Linked DNA regions of Mus musculus: all the other regions are linked to region 1. Evidence: chromatin contacts called from public Hi-C and HiChIP or PLAC-seq data. All regions are on one chromosome and are shown on one strand. The core of a region is the stretch at or near the end of the contact, and the rest is flanking DNA. Distances in the headings are between cores, read along the strand shown.

The links. A called contact is a pair of places that touch in the nucleus more often than the background predicts. HiChIP or PLAC-seq counts read pairs in DNA pulled down with a chosen protein or histone mark.
Region 2: a Hi-C map of cerebellar granule neurons shows a contact between it and region 1, with 3 times the contacts expected there. The contact joins the enhancer-like site here to the promoter of Mn1 in region 1. A contact is called at or near these places in 7 of 39 promoter capture datasets (the 3T3-L1 cell line, frontonasal cranial neural crest, hippocampal neurons and 2 more), 4 of 484 Hi-C or Micro-C datasets (cerebellar granule neurons, cerebral cortex, cortical neurons and 1 more), 15 of 115 datasets of contacts at active chromatin or transcription factors (SST interneurons, T-cell acute lymphoblastic leukemia, astrocytes and 11 more) and 1 of 9 other capture datasets (embryonic stem cells).
Region 3: a contact with region 1 is called in an H3K4me3 HiChIP or PLAC-seq map of craniofacial prominence, with 7 times the contacts expected there. The contact joins the enhancer-like site here to the promoter of Mn1 in region 1. A contact is called at or near these places in 1 of 39 promoter capture datasets (the 3T3-L1 cell line), 2 of 484 Hi-C or Micro-C datasets (cerebral cortex and cortical neurons), 15 of 115 datasets of contacts at active chromatin or transcription factors (the NIH/3T3 cell line, SST interneurons, T-cell acute lymphoblastic leukemia and 11 more) and 1 of 9 other capture datasets (embryonic stem cells).
Region 4: a contact with region 1 is called in an H3K4me3 HiChIP or PLAC-seq map of embryonic forebrain, with 8 times the contacts expected there. The contact joins the enhancer-like site here to the promoter of Mn1 in region 1. A contact is called at or near these places in 6 of 39 promoter capture datasets (the 3T3-L1 cell line, cranial neural crest, hippocampal neurons and 2 more), 1 of 15 datasets of contacts at CTCF or cohesin (pro-B cells), 7 of 484 Hi-C or Micro-C datasets (embryonic stem cells, nephron progenitors, uterus and 1 more), 16 of 115 datasets of contacts at active chromatin or transcription factors (the NIH/3T3 cell line, craniofacial prominence, differentiating embryonic stem cells and 11 more) and 1 of 9 other capture datasets (embryonic stem cells).

The regions. Positions count from the first base shown.
Region 1 is chr5:111,415,177-111,419,357 of GRCm38.p6, reverse strand. Mn1 (meningioma 1) reads right to left here and starts at 2,058. Exons shown (of 3, transcript NM_001081235.2): 1 at 1,695-2,058; 2 at 1-1,539. The coding sequence starts at 1,192.
Region 2 is chr5:111,933,375-111,938,059 of GRCm38.p6, reverse strand. Gm36794 (a long non-coding RNA gene) reads left to right here. Exons shown (of 5, transcript XR_880587.2): 3 at 1,427-1,501. Among named protein-coding and RNA genes, the nearest start is that of Gm42156, 8.7 kb to the left of the region's middle. Within about 2 kb of position 2,144, at least 22 of the 459 cell types and tissues checked have an H3K27ac peak or open chromatin away from gene starts, as enhancers often do. A contact at or near this core is called in cerebellar granule neurons and cerebral cortex, where this site is marked.
Region 3 is chr5:111,955,517-111,959,924 of GRCm38.p6, reverse strand. No RefSeq gene overlaps it. Among named protein-coding and RNA genes, the nearest start is that of Gm36794, 11 kb to the right of the region's middle. Within about 2 kb of position 1,489, at least 9 of the 459 cell types and tissues checked have an H3K27ac peak or open chromatin away from gene starts, as enhancers often do. A contact at or near this core is called in cortical neurons, where this site is marked.
Region 4 is chr5:112,000,834-112,005,045 of GRCm38.p6, reverse strand. No RefSeq gene overlaps it. Among named protein-coding and RNA genes, the nearest start is that of Gm36794, 56 kb to the right of the region's middle. Within about 2 kb of position 2,690, at least 46 of the 459 cell types and tissues checked have an H3K27ac peak or open chromatin away from gene starts, as enhancers often do. A contact at or near this core is called in embryonic basal ganglia and embryonic forebrain, where this site is marked.

The DNA of each region.
Region 1 (4,181 bases), core at 809-3,308:
ACTCGAACTGAGCATGTTGACTGGGCAGCATGGGGCCCCCGTCCTGCAGGCCGCCACTGGGTGTGCCAGCCTCACCCTGCTGGGGCCGCGGGAGCGCAGGAGGGCAAGAATTCTGTCGAACCAGAAGTCCCGGTGGCGGCGGCTGCTGCTGCGGGGGCGGCTGCTGCGGGGGTGGTGGGGCCTGCTGGGGAGGCTGCATTAGCGGGTGCCTGGAGCCCACTGCAGGCTCCAGACCCACAGGCATCTTTCGGGCCCCGCCAAACCTCTCGAAGAACACTCCGTGCTGCGGTTGCTGCTGTTGTGGAGGCGGCTGGGGTGGCTGGCTGTGCATTTTGGACAAACCCACCATGCCTGAGGCTCTAGGCATGGCAGAAGCACCCGGGAAAGCGCCCCCGGGAACCTGGCGACCCGCAGCATAATGTGGCAGCTGCCCTTCAGAGTCAGAGGGTGAAAACATGTCAAAATGTCCTGAGGGCGGCTCGCTCGGGTAATTGTATTCCAGGGAATCTACGGCTCCTTGGTTCGTCACCCTCCGGGGCTCCAGGCTGTGAGAATCCGAGCCGCTAGAGGCGGACAGGCCGTGAAAAGAGGCAGCCCGGTTAGGGCTCTGGTCCAGAGGCAGGCACGGGGCAGGCACGGCGTGGCCCGAGGTGCCCGAACTATGGAAGTCCGGGAGGTTTCCTGGCCGCTGCGGGCCGAAGCCCTCCGGCCCCTGGCTCTCCGCCATGTGCTCATAACTCTCTGCGAAGGGAGGCTGGCTGCCCAGGCCGCCCGCTGCACCTCCGTAGCCAAGCAGCCGGCCCCCGTGCAGACATGAGGCACCTGGATCCGGACCACCGAAGTTGCCCCCAAAGTGGGGGTGATGCTGGTGCGGGTGATGGCCTCCGGGATGGCTGTGGTGAGGCTGCTGACCGCCGAAGAAGCCATGCACAGGCTGCGCCTGCAGCCCCCCTGCGTGCAGCTCGGAGTGGCTGCGCGCATGAAAGCCGTAGGGCTCCATGTTCAAGCCCAAGATCGGGGGTTCGCCCAGAGCGCTTATTGCAGGGTCCACGGGGCCAGTAGGAGGCCCGGCGTGGAAGGCAGGAGCCTTAAAGTGGGCGTTCATGCTCAGTCCGGCTTCGTTAAAGTTCCCCTCGCCCTGACCAGCGTGCCGGCTGTTGATCTGGGGCTCGAATTGGTCCAGCCCAAACATACTTGGCGGGGGCGGGGGGGGCGGGGGGGGGGCGGGAGGGGATCAATAGGGCATGACAGCCTGCTCCGCCGCGCGCCTCCGGCCAGGTACTCGCCTCAGCCGAGGTTCCGGCGCTCCGGGACGTTCTGCACCGCGGGGCGCAGCGCTCACTGCCGCCCGGCCCAGCGCGCGGGCGCTGGCTAGGAGCTCTCTCCGCTGCTCTTCGGAACCTCGAAATCGACCCAAGCGGGCCTCTCACGTCTTGCGAGGCCGCGGCGCCTCCTGGAGCCTTGTCGGGGGGCCCATGCCCCGGGTCGATGGCACGGTCGCGGGTGGGTATGCGGAGAGGAGACCTGGAGGCCGACGAGCTGAGACAAAAAGTTAGATAGGGGGGAGGGAAGGGGACGGAAGAGCAGAATGATCACCTCTGGAGTCCGCGGCGCGGCGGCTGGGGCCGTAGCGGAGCCCCTTGGTCCTTCCCCTGCCCCGAGTCCCCGCTCCCGGGCCGCACCGGCTCCCGCACCTCCGGTCGGCCGCGGGCGATCGGCGGCGAAAGCCTCAGCGGCTCGGAAGACGGGCTGCTCCGCTCCTCATCGCCGGTGCTGGATTCACAGCAGTAGACGCGGGCGCCGGAGCGGGAACGCAGGCTGCGGGAGACGCGCGGCTCCGCGGCTCCGCGGCTCGGGCTCGATCGCCGGTCGCCGCGCGAGTTCGCGGGAGTCTCGGGCCGCGCGCGGGAGGGGAGGCGTGGGGCCGGCGGTTCCGAAGCTGTGGTTCCCGCCTCCGCACTCCACGGGTCCCCTCGGACCCGGGAATGGGCCGCGCGGGCGAGCAGGGCGCGCGGGGCGGGCGAGGCGCTGCGAGGTCCGGGATTCCGCTCCGCGTCTGCCTCTCGCCGGCGCCGGGAGAAGCAGCAACAAGTTTTGCGTTTCAGCAATCCATTCCAGCCATTACCTCTGCACCAATCAGCGCCGCCCGAGCGGGCTCGGGGGCGGGGCTCGCTCTTAAGGTGGTCCCGGGTCCCGGCTGCGCAGGCCCGGCCACCAACCCGCGCTACTCCGGGTCCGGCGCTACGGCGTTGGGGGTGCGCCCCAGGTGCCCCCGGCTGGGGAGGGCGCGAGCCTAGGACGACGGCGGGAGCCAGGCTTTGTCCGCCCCCTTCCCATTCACGCTGTTCTCAACTCCCCACCCCCAACCGGAGCCAGCGCGACCTGCGGGGTGGGCAGGGGGCGGGGAGGTGGGCGGTGAGCTGTGCGGGGCGCACAGACAATGGGGTAGCCTGGCAGAGTCCCCGGACGCGCCAGGGAAAGTCGCTAAGTGTCGCCTGTGCTGCAGCCCGGGGCAGCGCCCCAGGGAGCCGGCCCTGGCAAGTTCACGAGGTGATCGCCGAGGGGAAACACGAAGTAAGGTTGTCTCTGCGACCAGAGACTGGCTCGCTCCTTCCCTAGTCTCCCACCGTCCGCGGCTTCCGGTTCTCTGCCGCTGGCTCCACCGGGAAGAAGCCACGCACCCTCGGCCGCTTTGTGGAGCCACTTCGGGTGAGCCCGGCGCGGGAGCGACGAGGCGAGACAATGCGAAACCCTGAGGAGAGCGACGCGCAAAGGGCGCACGGGGTGGGGGCGGGGGTGGGGGCGACACCTTGCTGCGGCCACAAGCAGGCAGGCCCAGGCCCTGAAGGGCGCGAAGTTGGCCTCCTTAAAAGATCAATTAAACTGAAGAGGTCAAAGAACGGAATTGGATTGTGATACTAAAATCAATAAGAGTGATTTAATACCTACCCTATTTCATATGGAATATTTATCCCAATAATCTTACTTAAAATTGTTTAGATCTTTCTACTCCTCACGGAGTAGAGGCTGAAATCTATCTTGCAATTAAAAGTTAGAAGTTGGAGGTGATAGGAGGTGGAGGTGTTTATTCTGTGGACGCGCGCGCACCCAAGCGCCAGCATGCGTGTGCGAGTTTTCCTCTCAAAGTGTAAGTAGGGGAGGAGGGGCGGAAAGGCTTTTAATTTTCCTTGTCATGAAATAAAGCGAGACAATTTTGCTGGCAAGCCAGGATTCTTAAAAGAAGAGGGGAAAAGAAAAAAAAAAAACTTTCGTTGAAGTGCCCCCGATATCGCTATTAAATCTAAATAAAATTAAGCACGGTGTATAAAAATGCCTTCCCCCCCCCCACAAAAGAAAGTGTTTATCGCCCAAGTCTGTCTAGCGTTTGCTAAATTACGCATGAAATCTGAAATGAAATAAACGTTATAATAAAACCAACCCGGAGCCCTTTTTATTTAAAAACCTCAGATTAAGCACTCCACTGTCGCGGGCATGAGTTAAAAGTTACCGTGTCATTCGCGGCCGATTCATTACTCCCTGGAGCTTCTGAGGAAAGAAACGTTGGAAAATGGGCTCGATTTAGGAAGGGGGGGCAGGAAGCCCCAAGAGACGTCTCAAGAAATCACACACACACACCCAAGACACACACTCTTTCACACACACAAACCCATCCCCCACACACTCACTCACCCCCACCCCCACCCTCACACACTCGAAATAAAAGCTCTCAGGAAGCTGCAACAAGCTCGGGTTTTTCCTGCAGTCTACAGATTTTTTTTTCTTTTGAAATTAAAAATGAAAATTACCCCCACCAAAAAACGGGGCCCATAAATAAGCATTGGGAAGAAGTATTTGTGCAGGGTGGTGGAGTTTTAAAAGGATTTTTCTGCAGGATCAGGTTGTTGGTCTGTGATTAAATATTGATTTTGTGTAATTAGTTTTCATGCGAACTATCCTCTTGCTGATAGCTTAGAGGTTTCAGAACTAGAAAAGAAATGGAATTGGACATGGAAATTATTACTTAGCAAAGTGACAGGGAAGGAAAGCCAGCGAGAAGACAGAGGCTTTGCCTGTGTAGGCACAAAGGAAAGAGCACCCCGTTAGACACCCCCAACTAACCCTCCAGGCCCAGAGCTGAGGGCCCTTGAACCTCCTGGGCAGAAAGGGGGAAGAGTTCCGGA
Region 2 (4,685 bases), core at 895-3,394, 520 kb before region 1:
TAGGATTAGGGAAGGCATTGATGGTGCTGGTGTGTAAGGGTGTCCAGAGTCCTTTGGGAAACCTGGGCCACAGGTTACCTCTGGAAGACAGCTCCTTCCTACACTTCCCAACTGGGGCTTCAGAACAGAATACCATGGGCAGAGGCATGGAGGGAAGGGATGTGGGGGAAGGGCTTATAGGGTGGAACATGGGGAAAACCTTGCTGGGTCCTTCTAGCTCCCCCACCCCATAGTGGTCTTGGTGTCCTTTACAGATCCAATTGTAGGACCATGGAAGGCAGCCTGGTTTCCGGTTGAGCTAAGGCTTGAAACCCCGATGACCCTGCAGGGGATAACCCTGCAAGGGACAGTAGGCATTTTGCCACCCTCCTGGACACCAGGCTCCTGGCATGAGGCCACAGCTCTCCATAGATTTGGGGCCATCAGTCATGAAAGGGCAGTGCCCCAAGCCCCTCCACAGGTAGAGGACATGACCACAGGTCACATAGCCTCAAGACAGATCTCCATTTTAATGAGAGGCTTAGCCAATAAACTCTCCTTCCCAGACACTCCTCCCTGCAAAAGATCTGCCCTGAGAAAGTGGGGTACGGCTTTATTCATCACATTCTCTGCCATGACAATAAATGCCTTAAAACCATGGGCTGTCCCCTTTCATCGAAATCTGCCATGGGTAGCAATGGAGCAGGTCTTCGCCTGAAGAGCCATTCTAATCTGCAGAAGCCCTCTCAGCCATGGCCTCCACCAAGCCAAGTTGCCTGTTGAACAATCCAAGGACTCTCCACCCTGCAGGACCCAGCCGGAGCTCTCCCCTCTTTTCCCCTTTGTTTCTGGGCCAGCTCAGACTGGTCCCCAGGAAATCAGACTGCACCCCCCCCCCAGTCCCCAGAGTGGTGTCCAGCAGCTTCTCATAGCCTGACACCTGCCCAGCACCAGTGTGGGGTAAGCACAGTCAAAACTCCCGCATGCCACCTCCTCAAGTGACCTGAGACCTGTGGCGGAGTGGATGCAGGACACACCATAACCTAACCCCCAATCCTCTGTCTGTGCCTATGTATCAAAGAAACTCTATTTAGAAGGATGCAGTTATACTGGATGAAGGCCAACCCTAGGTACCTGGAGGTCATCCACATTGGCAAATGCTTTATCTCCTAATCACGTCTCCCTCTCCAGTCCAGGCAGTAAGGACCTGGATGACCTTTTAGGGGACAATATTAATGCTATCACATCACCTCAAGTACTGGAAACTGTACACAGAATGTCAGCATCAACTTGTGAAATCCCCCTGTCCATCCATCTGTCTGCCCTCTCTCCCCACTCTGTCCCTCTTTCTTTCCCTTAGTCTCTGTGAAGACTCTCCCCAGAGGTCATAGCATAGCAATGGATCTACCACTGAACCCAACCTAAAATCTTTTTCTGCTCCTTTCAGTGAATACATGGTGGTGATATGCATTTGTGGAGAAGCCACCATATTTCCTTGGATGTCTGGGCGACCACTGATCAAGTAAGGAGCATCTTCACTGTGTGTTTTTGTTGGGTGCTGTGATGGTTTGTGTATGCTTGGCCCAGGGAGTGGAATTATTAGGGGATGTGGCCTTGTTGGAGTAGGTGTGGCTTTGTTGGAGTAGGTGTGTCACTGTGGGCATGGGCTTTAATACCCTCATCCTAGCTGCCTGGAAGTGAGTCTTCTCTTAGAGGCCTGCAGATGTAGATGTATAACTCTCAGCTTCTCCTGCACCATGCCTGCCTGGGTGCTGCCATGTTCCAGTCTTGATGATAATGGACTGAACCTCTGAACCTGTAAGCCAGCCCCAATTAAATGTTGTCCTTATAAGAGTTGCCTTGGTCATGGTGTCTGCTCACAGCAGGCAAACCCTAACTAGAGACAGGTGCCTTGGCTTCTCCAGGCTGCTAGTGTCTGGCTCATATCAGAGGTCAGAGGTCAGAGGGAAGAGGGAATAGTTGTTGGATCCCATGCTGTGAGGGACTCCCCCTCCCCTGGGTTTCCATAGAGCATCCCCAGTCTGGGCCTCTTCTGTCCAAGGAAGTGGAATTTTTAAATAGCCAAACTGAAGAAGAGACAGGCTGCCAGCTGACCAGGGGCAGATGGAGGGCTGGCATAGCCTTAGGGGCTGGCAGGGGACATAGCTTCTCTGACAGCTGAGTGATGCTGGGGTGCTAGATTCGATGACAAGGATGTGGGTTGTCCCCTGGAATCCTGTCCTTGTGCAAAACCAAGGCAAATTCCAGAGCACAGAAGATCTGTCCTCTTCCACATCCAGCCTGGTAGAACCTGGCTTTGTTCCCTTACAGCCCAGACCCTGGGGCATTTAACAGACTAACTGGGAGGGGCCAAGGCATGCTTCTGTGCCAGCTGCCCATCCCTCAAAGCTAACACAGCAGCATCCTGATGGTGATGCCAGCCCAGAGGTGCCCAGGCATCAGCCAGCTGGCAGCTTTGTGGACAGCCAATGGAGCGGCCGGCCCATCTGCTCCACACAGCCAGCCCCATGCCTATTGCAGGCAGGCCCATGGCCCATCCCAGTGGCTGAGGTGCCAACCACAAGGTGCTCAGGGCCAGCTGGCTGGTTGGCAAGACTGGCCAACAGACCCATCTGCCTGCTGGCACCAGGCAGGCACACAGGGAACTGTGCCCAGGGTCCTTGGGGTGCCAGCCTGCCTGGTGTTCCAAGGCATCAGGGGTTCTGAGTCCTCTCTTTCTGTTGTCCGTCACCCCTCATGAGTTGGTGCCAGTAAAGATCCGATTCCACAGGAAGTCAAGGTGATAGGAATCATGGAGGGGGAGTGGTACTTACATGGTATGGAGTCAGTACTCCTGCATTGGTACACAGAGTACTGAAAGACAGCCTGTCCATGGTGGAGTCTAGGCCCAGGTTACCTTTCCTGGCCCACCAGGAAAGTATACCTAGTATACCACAGGATAGCCTACAGCCTCAGTCTCCCCATCTGTAGCTGGGTACAGCGATGGTAAGTGAGCCGTGCTCAGGACATGGGGATGGCGGACTCTCGGCACACTACTTGAGAGCATAGGTTAGAGTCTGGGAGCACTAGCCAGCAAAGCCTCTGCTCCAAGTCCACCAGCTAAAGGTCTGTGGAAAAAAAGCCTCAGCTGGAAGGCCTGACTCAAAGTCTCTATCACCCCCCACCCTGTGAGTGAGTCCTGTGGGGATGCAGGGAGGGGTCATTGGGAACAGAAGAAGCAAAAGAGGGCAGAATCTCCTGGGACCTTCAGGTCTTCACATTCAGCCCACTTCATTCCGGGACCCACGCTTGAGGCATGGTTAGGTGATCCACATGTGGTTCTGACTGTATTTATTTTGTGTGCCCACTATGTGGGCAAAGCGCCCCATGTCCCCACATAGGCCGAAGACCCATGGGTAGGAACCCCTGTTGGTTTGGAGCAGACTGTCCTCCTGGCTTCTCTGGAAGACTCTGGTGTCATACAAACCCAGACAGTGTCTCGCACCCTGAGCCCCACGTACCCAGAGCACCATACTCCTGCCTTCGGGAGGTTCGTGAGCTGTGCAGGGACATCCTCTGCGGAGAAGGTTATCAGAGCATCTGTGACTGGGTCAGGAGACATCATGAGACTGAACCTGTGAACATTTTCTGTTAGAGTCATGTCGTCCATGGCTTCAGTAGTTCCTCATGGAGGCCCACCCTAAGCTTATATCAGAGGTAGAAGGCTGACTGGGTGGCCGCTGCCCCTACCACGCTGTGGCTGGACTCTTCAGTGCAACAGCAGCCTTGGGTCAACCATGCTTCTGATTCCCCCGCCAACACCCAAGCTCTCTGTGGGATGTCTTAGGTCTACCTAGGAAAAGCCATCTAATGGAAAGAAACAAGGAAGTACGAAGGGAGGGAAGAAGGAAGAAAGGAAGTGAGGGGAGGGGAAGGAGTAAGGGAGGAAAGGGATGGAGGAAGGAATGGAAGGGAAGAAAGAAAGGGAGGGAGGGGGAAGGACAGAAGGACAGACAGGAAGGAAGGATAAAGAAAGGGATAGGGAAGGGAGGGAGGAAGGAATGGAAGGAAAAAGGGAGGGAGGGAGGAAAGGAGGGGGAGGAAGGAAGGAAGGAGAAAGAGATAGGGGAGGGAGGAAAGGCAGAGAGGAAGGGAGAAAAGGTGGGAGGGGGAAGGGAGGGAGCAAGGGAGGGAAGAAAGGAGGGAGGAAGACAGGCCTTTGTTCATCTGTGGTGTGGACTTCACTCAGCCTCTAGTCAGAACAAGGGTCCATGTGTCTCTGGCCTTTGACCTCCCTAGCAACCCACGCCTCACTCAGAGCTCTCTGCATTTGCACAAGGCGGTGCTGAGAGACAGTGGAACTGGGCTTCCTGTCTGCTATTGGAATTGGCAGAGATTGGTGGTGTTAGAGGTGCTTTAGGAAGCCTTGGATGTCTGAGTGAACTGGGTAGGCTGGGCATCATTGAGAGAATCCCTGGCGGGTGTCAGGTCCTGCGGAGGCAGAACTCCCCTGAGCAGGGGAGGCATCCAACATGGAAGTCAGGGTCTTCCATCCCTTGAGGGAGAGTAAATATCATGACAGATCTGAGGCTTCGTTCAAGGGCCTCCATCCAAACCACCAAACAACACGTGTATTTTCCAGATATTGCCTTCCAAAATAGGATTTTTCAAGTGATAGCTAAGGGCAGAGAGTGATCATTTTCAGT
Region 3 (4,408 bases), core at 240-2,739, 540 kb before region 1:
TCCATCCCATAACCAGCTTCCAAACCCTGACACCATTGCATACACTAGCAAGATTTTGCTGAAAGGACCCAGATATAGCTGTCTCTTGTGAGACTATACCGGGGCCTAGCAAACACAGAAGTGGATGCTCACAGTCAGCTATTGGATGGATCACAGGGCCCCCAATGGAGGAGCTAGAGAAAGTATCCAAGGAGCTAAAGGGATCTGCAACCCTATAGGTGGAACAACAATATGAACTAACCAGTAACCCCCCCGGAGCTCCTGTCTCTAGCTGCATATGTATCAGGAGATGGCCTAGTCAGCCATCAGTGGAATGAGAGGTCCATTGGTCGTGCAAACTTTATATGCCTCAGTACAGGGGAATGCCAGGGCCAAGAAGTGGGAGTGGGTGGGTGGGGGAGTGGGTAGGGGAGCGTGTGGGGGACTTTTGGGATAGCATTGGAAATGTAAATGAAATAAATACCTAAAAAAAAAAAGAGAGAGAGAGGGAGAGATGACACAGTAATCTGTCAACTCAGCCTCAGTTTTGCCATCTATAAAATGAGGATTTTTTTAGTCAGCATAGCCCAGAGACACTGGAGGTTAGACAGAGCCAATGACTGTCTGCTCAGGCCATCCTGGTATACAACTGGTGGACAAATATTGTCTCTGATAGCAAGTGTTCAGGCTCAGGGAGCCCCCTTGTCCTTACTATAACAAAAAAGGAACTTCCTGTGTAAGGTGGGGTTGAATGAGGGACTGGTCCAGCCAAGGTAATGTGCGGGCGTGTACTAGTACAGGGCTCACACTTTAGCTCCCCCATCAGCCATGCTGACACCCTGAGGACCGAAGGGCCTTCCTGAGCATTCTTCTCTTTATTTATTCTCCAGAAGACAGGCCTTTTTCAGGGCCAGGGCTAAGGAACAGTTATACAGGCCTTGGTGACAGACACTAAGTCAAAATCCATCCCCCCCACCCCCGTGGTATGTGTGCGTGTCGGTCTCTGTCTCCCACTCTGTGTCTCTGTCTCTCTATCTGTTCTCTCTGTCTCTGTGTTTCTCTCTGTGTGTCTGTCTACCTCTGTCCCTCTGACTCTCTGTCTCTCTCTGTCTCTCCCTCTCTCTGTCTCTGTCTGTCTCTCTCTGTCTCTCTCTCTCTCTCTCACACACACACACACACAGAGAGAGAGAGAGAGAGAGCGAGAGAGAGAGAGAGAGAGAGAGAGAGAGAGAGAGAGAGAGAGAGAGAGAGAGAGAGAAACAACCACCTTTGGAAGATTTCACAAATTCCTGCAGACAAGATTATCTGCTAAAAGTACCCATTCTCCATGTGTACGCAAGGACAGAGTGCGGCCAGGATCAGTGCCCCAGATCCAGTCTGCCCTGCTCGCCAGCCTGGGACACACCATGGCAGGCAGCCACCACTTTCTCCTCTCCCCTCCCTCCACTGGCTCCCTGGCCCCTGCCCAACACCATTCTACTTTCCGGAAGGCTCCCTTGACCCCTGGGTCCTTCAGCCACAACAGAGGTGGCGCCGGCTGGAATCCAGGCGTGAAATTATGAAAGAATGGGGCCTCCACAGGCTGCGGGCGCGCTCTGGCCTCAGATGCGAAATTGCCATCTTTCCCTCCCCCCTTTCGCACCGGCCTGTCGCATGCGGGGCGGAAAAGATTGTATTTATCACCTGTCAGGATCTGCCAGAACTGAGTTACGTGAGGCAGGACAGCATAAAATTATCATACACAAGCATGAAATTACAAAATCGCTCGGAACTGAACAACAAAATTATTTCATTTCGGAGGGAGGCCATTCCATTTTTTAGCCGTGACACCTTCACTGCCAAACTTTGAATTGAAATTGAGTGTGCGGGCCGCGGGATAGAGACGGCTATAACCAGAAGAAGCGTGTAAACCGGCCATGCAGACACGCTACACGGATGGCCCCGGAGCCTTCCTCGGAGCCACGCAGCTAAGCAAGTGTCACACGTCCCAGTCACTCAGCTTGCCGTCCATGACCGAGAACAACTCGAGTCGATGTAGAGACCAGGCGGACTATCAGGCATCCCTGGGAGAGACGGAGACGGAGGGGACGCCTGTGCTCCGCGAAGCGAAGCCCTGTGGACCACACAGCGGAAGGCACTTTGGCTGTGCGCTCATGGGGGTGGGACTTCGAACACCAGCGCCAGGATTCCTTAGTTGTGTGATTGAAATCTGCTGTCTGAACTTTTCCGAGCCTGCCTTCTCAACAGTCGGTTCATGAAATTGTGTGAACGGGACTCTCAGAGAGTCTGATGTGTAGGCAGGCTGAGGTGAAGGGCACTTGCTTTCTTTCTCCTTAAAGGTTTTGAGACCTCTCGTTTTGAGACAAAGTGTTGCTACATAGTCTTGCCTGGCCCAGAACTTGCCCCCATTTCTGCTTCCCAGGTGTCAGGGCTGCAAGTGTGAGCCACAGTGGCAGCTTGTGTGCCATTTTACACTCTGCAGTGAAAGCATTTGCCCACAGGCTCTCCTAAGCTTCGGCAGAAAGTCCAGGGCGGGACCAACAAGCGAAGGAGGGTACACTCGGAGAAGGTTCCCAGACTTTCCGCTCTGCCTTGGCCACACAAGTCCTTGGCTACCTGTTGTCAAAGTTCTCCCAACTGCAGGCAGCGCCTGAACCTACACTCTGTTATTCTGCAGAGGAGGAGAGGCAAGAGGTGGTCCTGAGTCAAGTCCTTCAGGCTCCAGAACAGCAGGCTGCTGCTGATCCTTCAAAGTGTGAGGCCAGAGGGTGATCTCAAAAGACTCACCTCCGTGGACGCCCTGAAAAACATGTAAAGTCTTTGTGGGACTCAGGGCAATCCCTTGAGTGTGGCTATCCTGTCAATTGTGACACACACATCTAGGGTTCCAAGCAGTACCACTTGAGGGTCAGTATTGCCCCATGAATCTAAGAACTAGCCCAGGACAGAGAGGCTATTTATGACATTAATTTTATCCTTCTGAAACAAAGCATATATTTTGCCTAAATACACAGATAATTCTTAAAAGTCGATCTAATTCCCAGACTGTAATGCTAAGGTGGGATGAGATGAAGATAGTTTATATAAAATGAAATCTACCTAATATGCAGATTATTGAGACTGAGGTGAGCTTGAGGCACTGGGAAAGCAAGTGTGGCTGGTGCCTGCTTCTCAGGGTGAGTGGGGATTGTAGGCACATAAGACTGCTAACATTTTGTCCTATAAGTGTGCTGGCTGCAGATCTCACTCCCTCATCAGCTTCGGGGCCGGTGCCTGGATTGTTCAATAATGGAGTTTTGGATAAAACAAAGTCCTACTGTTTGCTGCAAGTTACTCTGCCACTACAGTCCACTAAAGTCTCTGTATTGGAGTCTGTGTAGGCAAGACTTTGTGTGTAAGGTAGATTTAAAGTCCAGGCTCAGAAGTGTGGGTGGGATTGTCACTGGTGTGACCCTACCATGGGGAACTTCACACTTCCAAGAACTCCTCCTAAGCCATCCTTGGTGTGAGACTATTCCTGTGTCCAGGGTTCCTGGTGTCACTCTCTCCACTGATGGCAGAACTGTCATCTGGTGCCATTGTGGAGGTCAGATGGGTCTTTGGTATGTTCTGTGCATCTCAGCTCACTACATATATATGCCACTAGATCTCTGCCCTTAGGAATGATGACTGAAAATTCACCTTGCAAAGAGAGGTGCATTTTCAGTCAGACTCTTACTGAGAGACAGTCTCGTCTCCAGGATTTGTCCAGAGGACCCTGGGTTTTCATCACCAGGACCAGAAATCCAGCACCAGCCTGCAGCTGCTGTGGGTGTGTGGATGCAGCAAGTCTTTTGTCATCTTGAGAAGTTCCACTGCCCAGTCTCCAACATGGGGATCCCTCTCACTGCCTCTGTGCCCCACACGTTATCCTGGTGCCAACCTGGTCCTTGCTTACTGTGAAGTTTCCCCTTCGGCTTCAACCCCTGGTTGCCAACTTCACTTCTTCCAGATCCACTCTCCACCTCCTGACACCTATTTAGACATTGGATCCTGTCCAGGAAGCCCCCTGTTCACACGATAGCAAGGAAAGAGTGTTCTGTGTTTCCTGGGACCTAAGTGGCAGGTTGGGCCAGCTCTAGAAGGGGTCAGGTGTCCACTCGTGCAGGACCACCCAAGATCCTCTGGCAAGTCTCTTCACTGACAGGACATGTTGTTTGGAAAAAGATTGTGGAAGGACTTCAGAACTTTGGGGCCGAAGAAGACATTGAGTGTGTATTGTTTAACGAGCTATTGTGTGAACTTAGAACGTGATGCACAAAACGTTGTGAATGTCCGGGGTCTTGTGAGGTTTCCGAGAGGTGTTCCCTCCAAGGCGCTTTGAAGTCCCTTTATGTGGTCTATTTCAATTAAAAACCCGAGGTCCATTTCACCTGAAGAACCAGCTATG
Region 4 (4,212 bases), core at 1,441-3,940, 590 kb before region 1:
CCCTGTCACATCCCTTGTCTGAGCTGCAGACTCCTGGTTTACAGAGCAGGGCTGACATACATTTCTCACGGGTGTCCAGGAAGATAAATAGCCTCTTTGTAGGTGTGCCCTGGACAGAGCCAGTGACAGTACCAGACATAAAGATTGGTGTGGCCATGACCGGGCATGGTGGCACACGCCTTTAATTCCAGCACTCAGGAGGCAGAGGCAGGCAGATTTCTGAGTTTGAGGCCAGCCTGGTCTACAAAGTGAGTTCCAGGACAGCCAGGGCTATAAGAGAAACCCTGTCTTGAACCCCCCCCCCCAAAAGATTGGTTTGGCCATGATGGAGGACCCCCAATTTCCTCAAGCTACAGGGAAGTTTCTCTCCATAGTCTGAGAGCAGGTGATGCAAGCTGGCAATATGTTCCCCATGTCTGAACTTGCTCTGAACTGTCTTGTGAACCTGATTGAGTCCTGGGACAGGGTGGGTTGCTTCTCTGGGACTTTTCATTCTCCATAAGGTTTGCTGGGACACTGGGGTAGTCTAGGGGCCAGCTAGTTCAGGCCAGTTCCAGCCAGGAGAGATGGAAGCCTTGTGGAAAAGGCTCATACTTCTCACAAGCAATATGCTACCTCTTCCGACTACATTTCAGTGAGCATGTGTGTCACTGAGTATGACATCATCACGTAGGGCCAACTCCTCCTGTTGCTGCTACCCTCCCTCCACTGCCTCCCCCCTCTCCATTCCAGTCCCTTCTCCCCCATGGATCCCTCCTCTGTTTCCATTCCATGTGTATCCATGCTTAAGTCTGTGAGAACAAATGTGTGATGTCTGTCTTTTTCCACCCATTGCTCCCTCCCCTGACTCTGTGTCCCTCCCTTGAGACCTCTAGCTTTCCCCATAAAGTCTTTCTTTTTTCCCGTGTAGTAGATGTGTGTGTGTGAGTACACAAGTGCACACACACACACACACACACACACACAAACACACACACACACACATATATATATATATATATATATATATATATATATATACACACACACACACAGGCACACACACATATATTTATATACACACCCACAAATGCATATATATATATATATACACACACACACACATATATACACATACACACACACTCACACACAGGCACACACACACATATATTTATACACACAGGCACACACACATATGTATACACACACATATATTTATACACACACACAGAAGCACACACACATATACAAACATATATATACACACACAATGCACACACACACACATATATATTTATATATACACACATATACACATATATATACACATAGAGGCATACATACACACATACACATATATACACACACAGGCACACACACATATATTTATATACACACACAGGCACACACACACACAGAGGCACACACATATATTTATATACACACAGAGGCACACACATATATGCATACACACACATATATGCATACACACACATATATATTTATATACACACACAGAGGCACACACACATATATACATACACACAGGCACACACACACACAGAGGCACACACACACATTAAAATTCGATGTCTCTGCAGCATTTGTCCTTCTGAGCAGGCTTATCCCACTTAACGCAATGATGTCGATTCCCCATGCATTTTCCTGCAAAGGGCACAGTTCCATTCTTTATGCCTGATTTCAGCTCTGCTGTGGGCGTGGCTAATTCTCTAAGGGAAATGAGCTGAGGAGCAGGAGCAGTTAGGCGGGGGTGGGGTGGCCGTGAGGCTGCTTTAGACACATTGACTTTAGGGTACCATGGAACCCCTAAGTGAAGAAATAAAAACCCAGGACTCAGAAAGCAGGGTCTGATGGGAAACACTGAAAACGAAGAGGCCCGGGCCCTGATGCTGCTGTTTCTCCCTAGTCCCCGAACCCTCACTGAACCCCGAGCTTATTGGTACCACACAATTAGGTGCCTAATTGCTCTCTAATTGTTATGTGCCTTAGTCTGTCTTGCTAGACAAATTTGTTAGCTCCTGGAGGGCAGAAGGCTTCTTATCATGACCCCGGGTACCAGGTGGGGGTGGGGTGAGAGTCTGAATGGCAGAGGAGACTACCTGACTGGCTCATCACTCTTGTGGTTGCCTTACCTCAGTTTTCCCCTCCATGTAATGGGAGTCCTCGGCCCTGTGACCTTTCCCCCTGCCCCCCCCCCACCCCTTTCAGGGATTTATTGGTGTTTTCTTTGAGGGCTGAGACCTCTGCATGGGCTCCCTGGACAGGTCAGAAATTAAAACAAACCAAAAGAAACCTAAAATAGTAAGAAGCCGATCATGTATGTGCAGAGGCAGTGGCAGGCGAGTCCAGAGGAACGGGTTTCGTGGTTATACAGACAAACAAATCACTTCCCCAGGAGCTTCTTAGGGGAATTACAGTTCCTGGAAATGAAACACAAACAGATTATTAAGAAAGAGCTCCCCGTTGGGAGAGAAACAGTATTTACAAGAGAAGATGTGCCTAGCTGGACCTCTAATTGCCGTTCATTATCTCATATTGATTTAATTAGCTGCAGTGCTGAGGTCTGAATCGGTTCTGCCCGCAGCAGCAGGGGCTGTGCGCCTTAAGCGCCATTGACCTAGGCCTTCACCTTAGTTCACGCCTCCTCCCCCAAACCTAGGGTCAGCTGGCAGGGTGCTCTGGTGCTGGCTGTGGGCCGGAGGCGACCAGCCATGTCCACAGCCTCCTGAGCCTCTTTGTCTGGAGCGCCTCGGCCGGGTGGTTGTGAAGAGCTAATTATCTGCAGTAATTAGCGTGTGTTCATAATGAGGAATCAGAGTGGCTCGGAGTGCGGGGAGATACCGGCCCAGGCTGACTGCAGACCCGGGTGTGCAGGCAGCCAAAGTAAAGAGAGATGCCTTCCCAGGGTGCTCCCGAGGCCCCTAAGGGTGTCTCTTCTGCAGGATCTCCACCCAGGCGGCATCTGACCGTTCGGCCACGTGTGACCTCTCATCTCTCTCCCTGACCCAGAAACTGAAGCCGAACAGCTGGTTTCAGCTGGGAAAGAGGCGATTAGCGTTCCCTCTAGTGGGCATCTGGGACCAATTGTTGTGAAGATTTGGGGTTTATAATTGCAAGAGATTAATGGGGGAGTAGGCCATCAGGCTTAAGAGGTCGCTAATTGCTCTTTTAACATAATTGTGTCCAGGCAGGAGAGAGGGAGGGAGAGGGAGAGTGGAGTGGCCCATACACTGTGTGCACACCGCGCGTGCGTGCACTGAGCCCCTGGCTTGGCATGTAGACTCACACTGTGAGGACAGTGAGGTGGCTTCTGTGGGGATTCTTGTACTGGGGATACAATAGACAATGAGGTCAACCTGAGTTGCAGGGCAAAATAGAGAATGGGGGTTCTTTCCAACTCGACATCAGGTAAAAACCCTCACAGCATATTGTGCCTTGAGGAGGGGCAGACAGGTTTTATTTTTCATGCAAATTCTTCATTTCTCAGTACCAGGAAGGCATGGAAATTTCCCATCCTGGTCATAGTAGGGGTGTGTGTGTGTGTGTGTGTGTGTGGGAATCAGCGATCAACTAGTAATGTCTGCTTTGGCCGAGGGAGAGACTTATTTGGTGTGGATGACACACATTGACCTCTTTAATAGAAGGTCTATGTCTTTATTTTCTTTAGTATGGAATTAGACTATCAGAGAGGAGACATGATTGGTCTAAGTCCCCTGGGTCTCTTAAGAATGCCACAGTGAGACCTGGGGAAGGGTTTGAGAGTCAAGAAGGGGATGGTTCCCTAGAGACCCTTTCTTCCTGGCTGACCCGTGGGAGGCTCACAGTGACTTGTGCTCAGCTGTTAAAGCAGAGGGGGAAGACGGGTCAGTGAGGAGCCACCCATTCTGCCCTCCACACTCTGGTTGGTCACCATTAATAAAGAAACCAGCTTCTTTGAGCTCTTGCTTAATCAGCTCAGAGGATATCTCTCTGGTGACCACTCACTCCATGTTTTGCACCACCTTCGCCAACCACAAAGATCGACTGACTTGTTTATCTAGGTCCTTATCCCCCAGACATGTATGTATGCAACTCAACATCAGGTAAAAATCCTTGAAGCATAGGGGAGGGGTAGATAGGTCTTATTTTTCATGAAAATTCTGCATTTCTCAGTACCAGGAAGGCAAGGAAATTTCCCATCCTGGTGATGGGGAGGGGGGATATCAGTGA